Linked DNA regions of Gossypium hirsutum: region 2 is linked to region 1. Evidence: chromatin contacts called from public Hi-C data. All regions are on one chromosome and are shown on one strand. The core of a region is the stretch at or near the end of the contact, and the rest is flanking DNA. Distances in the headings are between cores, read along the strand shown. Region 1 holds the start of LOC107889014 (triose phosphate/phosphate translocator, chloroplastic). Region 2 holds the start of LOC107889020 (protein MALE DISCOVERER 2).

Region 1 (2,714 bases), core at 212-2,711:
TACGGCAACAGGGATCAACAACTTCAGTAGGTTTGAATCAATAGGCTACACACAGATTTACATAAATCATCAGTGCCACAATAGCGACAAATTCTCGGGTTTTCCTCAAAAAGAACTTTAGCAGGTTATAACATGTTGCATTTTCCCCACATTGAGGATTCTTACAGCAGCTAACACAACTAAAAGATTTGTAAGAAACTACGTTGTAATATTAAGATGATGGGATTTAATTCCTTCACTTACAGCTCGCTTAGGGAGGCCAACGGCCCAGCCGATCAAACAATATATCACCCCAACGAACAAGTGAATAACTGACACAAAACTGCATAAAAAATGGCATCAAACCATTACTATTCAATGGGAAAGAAAAAGTAAAATTCTGGTTTTGGATTCTCTAGTGTAAAATTTTGAAATTTAATCTCTATACTTATAATTTCACATAATTTGATCCTCTCCAATATTATTAGCAGGTCTAAATTGATAATGCTGGTAACTGCGGCCGTAAACGTGAAATTCACGAATCTGCTAAAACTATTAACCCCGTTATTAATCAACCATTAAGACATTAAAAACTGCAATTAACAGTATTATTTGGACCTACAAATAATATTATAAAAGTAAAGGCATTATTCCACGTTAAAGTTGAGTTAGTAGATGGACTAAAACTAAGATTAGACCAAATGATAAGTTAAAAATTCCCCAAAAAAACAAGAAAAATGATATAAAAACTCCAATTACTTACTAGGGATAAGGGAAGTAATTGTAGATCTTCTTGTTGAGAATGTTAAAGATTACATTTAAGAAGTACCTGGAAGGATAAAAAATAGAATTAAAACACGATGTTGTAAATTGAAATTTAAAAAAAAAATTGAAGTAAATTTGACTGTTGACCGAATCTTAACCACGGTTCAAACCGCCGAACATTTGACGGCTAAACACGCCGACCGGTTTTTTTACCTACCACATGAAGAAGAAGAAGCCAGTAACAAGAGCGGGATACTTTTGGAAGAATCCAACCGGAGCGATCTCAGCGTCCCTGCAATATCACCGAATCAGTGAGTCAGAGAACTAAGGCGTGGACGAGTTTGACCGAGTCAGAACGGAGGAAACGGACCTCACCCGGCGGAATCGCTTCCTCCCCCGGCCGCCGACGACGCGGAAGCTAGAACCGGCTTCAAAATCTCCCGTTTATTGACCGGCGAGATCTCGAGCAACAGCGACGGCCTTAGCTGTCTCCCCCATATCACGTTCCCGCCTTCTCCGACGGCTCCGATAGGCTTAGCCGAAGCAAACGAAACACTGAGAGAGTCTCGCGAAAGCTTCGGCCTGATCTGAGGCAAGCCGGCGATGGTGGAAGCGCGTGACAACAACCGCGACTCCATTGTTACTGAGAGGAAGAGAGAATCAAATGGCTATCCCCTTAGATAAGAGTGAGCTCTTTAATGGAGGGAAAAGAATTAAGAAATTAACAGATTTTTCATTTTCTATATTTATTTTGGTTTATTTCTAAGTTTAGTCCTTATACTATTCTAAAATTTGATATTTAATCATTTTATTTTAATTTGATATAATTTATTATTGGTGTAGGGTTGAGCAAATTTTTTTATTTCGAGAAATCAAAAACCAATTTAAATCATACCACAAATTAACAAACTATCATTACTCCAACTAAATCAATTTTTATTTTATTTCATTTATAATTAATTTTAATTTTTATGATGTAAAAATAAAAATTGTAAGGTTCAGTTGACATTTTTTCTGTGATAACAATAAGAAAGATATGAATTTAAGAGCGTTTAAACACATGTTATTTATTATGGGTGTGTTATAGGCAATAGTAGTAATTTTTTATATTTTTTATTTAAAATAGTAAAAACAACATAAAAATGCTATGTGTTTGTTTTCAAAAATAATATATTTTATATGAAAATTTATTTTTAAAAAATATTAATAAAAAATTCTTAAAATTTTATTAAATAATTTTCACAACTCATAAAACAAAGTTCATTTTGTCAATATAAAGTCTAAAACTCAAAATTAGTATGTAAAAATCGAGAAATAAATTGAAGTATCACAACCAATTTAAACAAATTGATCAAATCGAATCGAACTCAACCCTAATTGTTTAAACATGTGACAAGATTCCACGTGACTTACTGGTAGTGTGGTCGAGTAACAATAAAAAAAACAATCATGTTATCACTTTAATTACAACAACTAATTGTGTATTTTATATATTAAAAAAAAAGAAATCAAATTATGTCGAATTAAGGTAAAAGATTAATCTCAAAAAAATTAACATAGTCAAGGGACTAAAACCAGAATTACACCTTTCTTTTTTTTGTTTTTAAAATTATCGATTAATTCTATTTTATTGGTCCTCGATTCTCAAAAAAAATTACGTCGTTTTGGTCGCCTGCGGCAAGGTACAGGCGAATACGCTGTATACTCTGGCTTTTTGACGTATAATAAAGATCAGAAACCGAGGAGATTATTAATCAACGGTGGAGAAAGCATTGAAATAGAAATGAAGAGATTGAGATGTGGGGCCAGATCTTATCCCCTGTGTATGGCTGGTGAAGACAGATATCTCGTCCAATTGTTTACGAGTGGCTTCTATTTTGCCTTGTTTTTGCAAATATCCTTATCGTCTCCCATCCCCTTTCCATTATTTGCTTGAAAGTAAATGTTTACAATTCCACTTTTAGTCCCTC
Region 2 (2,718 bases), core at 115-2,614, 140 kb after region 1:
CGTTGTAGATGGTGAAGAACAAGTTCCATCAACACAACAAATGTTTTAGCTTTAGTATCAATAAAACATTATGGCACATTGACAATTGGCATTGTCACAACTTAAGCACGATGTATCATTGTCACAACTCAAGCACGATGTATTTAGAGTGATTGCAATCACTTAATACGATAAAGAAATCAACCCCGGATGGTCCAAAGCGGCGAGTAAAAATCGATTAAAGAATCGAGCACTCACCAAACTAGAGAGGACGTCAACAAAATCATCCCTAAAATCACTTCTAAAACTAAGATTACATGCATAAGCAAGATTAAAAAACGTGCTATAAGAGCAAACAAAATTTTCTAAAACTGAAGATTTATTGAACAACGGAAAAGCAAATAAAAAACATATAAAACTTAAGACAACACAAGTCCAAATCGACACTTGAAATTATTTATTATTCTAAAATACTTTCAAACAGAAACAGATTAAGAAGTTGATGAAGAGCCACCCATTTTCTAAGAAAAATTACTGGTGGCCGGTGGAGTTTTAGTGAACGTAAGCATCATCATCTGTCCATCACAACTTGTGAAGATAAAAAAGATACCCACTGCAAGCTGAAAAGAGAGAAGACGTGTGTGGTGAATGAGAAGAAGAAAAAAATAAATGGTTGATGGGAGAGGAAAAATGAGGGAAATAGCCCGCCCAGAGGCTGGCACCGCTACTGAGTAAAACAAATGGCTTGGAGAAAAAAAGAGAAAATTTTTTAATTGGTTGAAATATTAAATTGGAATATTTTTTCTTAAAAATATATTTCCAATAAAAAATCAATTTCAATATGACAAGTCTAAAAAGTATTTAAAAGAAAAACTCAAATATTTTAATTAAAATAATTATCAACATTAATTGTTTAGACTAACTAATTACATCGTAAAAATATAGGATCAAATTATCTAAAAAAAAGTAGGGACTAAACATTAAATCTGAACATGATAGATGGACTAAAACCAAAATTTGACCTAAAAAATTATATCTTTAAATCATTGTTAGAAAGAGGGACGCACGCAAATCTTGGGCCAGTCAAAGGTTTAACAAAAAAAAAATTAATTAGATAAATTTTTTTTAAAAATAGAAAAAGCGCGTCCGACAATAACGGAAGTGGGGCCCACCACCACCGTTCTTCAAAATAAAAATTTTTAATTTTTGTGGGGGCCACAGTTGACAGTTAGTCATCCCCCTTAATCCTTCCCGCCATTACTTATCAACAACAGTAATTATTACGTATTTTAATTAATTAATTAATCAAAAATAGCAAACGTTAATTAAAAAATTTTTGAGGGGTAAAAAAAAAGGGGTAAAACAGAACACAGCTTGTAGGGGTGGCTGGTGGGGCCCTCAAGCTCCAACTAATGATAGAAATTAAAAATTAAAAATAAAAAAACAAAATTTTTAAAAAAATAAAGAAAAATCTCTGGAATTTTTTTTAAGAAAAAACAAAAACAAAAACAAAAGAAAAAGAATTTTACAACAAAGCCTCCATTGATGAGAAAAAAAGAGCAATGATGGTCGAAGAGAAGGAATTACTGCTCTGAGATCATCCTGGAAAAAAGGGCAGTAATAGAAAAAAATCTGGGTTTTTTGTTTTTTTAATTGTTTTTTATTTATCTAATTTTAATTTCAAAATATATTTTTTTGCATATTTTTTTCTTTGCTGCCTTTTTTTTTTTCTTTTTGAGTTCAAATCTCCCATCAAAAACCTCTTTCTCCACCATTACCTTCCATTTCCCCCTCCCACCTATCAAATACATTTTTCATTTTTTCTGAGAGAATCCCATTATTATCATTGCAACAGCTGCTTCAAACCAGGGATAAAGATTTGATCTTTCTGCACCTTTTATGGTAATTCAACTCTTCATTTTTTTTTTTTAGTTTATATTCAATCATATCTCTACATTGCAATTCTGGGTTTTGAATGTGGTGAAATTGATGTTGCAGTGTTTTTCTTTCCTTTTTTTTCTTTTTGTGTATTGGATTAAGCTTTAATGAGAATTAATAACATGGTGGATTGTTATGATACTTCATTGTAATTCTACGATACGGGTGGTGATGTCGGTATTGCAGTTTTTATTTCATATTGTGGATTGTTACGATACTACATTGCATTTCTACAATATGGGTGGTGAAGTTTGGTACTGTATAGTTTATTATGAATTATGATTAAATTAAGCTAATGGCAACTACGAAGCGTTGCATGGTGATGGCTCATTTCGTCTCTTAATCTGAAAGTCGAGGGCTTGATTCTTGATAGAGGACGTTTCGTGTCAAGCTGTTTCCCCCTTAATGAGAGGATTAGTAATTGCTGCCGGAGGAGGATATTAAGCTATAATGGCAAACCAATGAATTATGAGAATAAGGGATTATTAGGTTGCAAATTTCAAGTGATTTATGTATTTGGGGGTGAAGGGGTTCTTCACCCTTTAAATCTATAGCTTTAGAGAGAGTGTTTGTGTGTCATATATAATTTTGTAGACCCTTTTTTGCCTTTATTAGACTGCTTGCTCTCAAAGTCATTCTCATGTTTTTTGCTTTTGTTTCTTTTCTTTTTTTCAGCTTCTCTGGAGATTGTAAGGAGAAGTCAAGCTTTCAAAAGTTGATAATTAACATGTACATGTTAAGGGTGTTGTAAGATCAAATTTAAAACAGAAAAAATGAGGGATCCCGATATGATGATTGTCA

The links. Hi-C and Micro-C count contacts between places; a contact is called where the count stands out from the background.
Region 2: a Hi-C map of leaf shows a contact between it and region 1, with 2.6 times the contacts expected there. The contact joins the promoter of LOC107889020 here to the promoter of LOC107889014 in region 1. A contact is called at or near these places in 4 of 34 Hi-C or Micro-C datasets (hypocotyl and leaf).

Annotation. Positions count from the first base shown.
Region 1 is chrA09:60,592,273-60,594,986 of Gossypium_hirsutum_v2.1, forward strand. It overlaps LOC107889014 (triose phosphate/phosphate translocator, chloroplastic), which reads right to left and starts at 1,462. Exons shown (of 12, transcript XM_016813303.2): 1 at 1,120-1,462; 2 at 962-1,036; 3 at 743-808; 4 at 244-322; 5 at 1-45. The coding sequence starts at 1,382.
Region 2 is chrA09:60,727,407-60,730,124 of Gossypium_hirsutum_v2.1, forward strand. It overlaps LOC107889020 (protein MALE DISCOVERER 2), which reads left to right and starts at 1,365. Exons shown (of 14, transcript XM_016813316.2): 1 at 1,365-1,881; 2 at 2,593-2,718.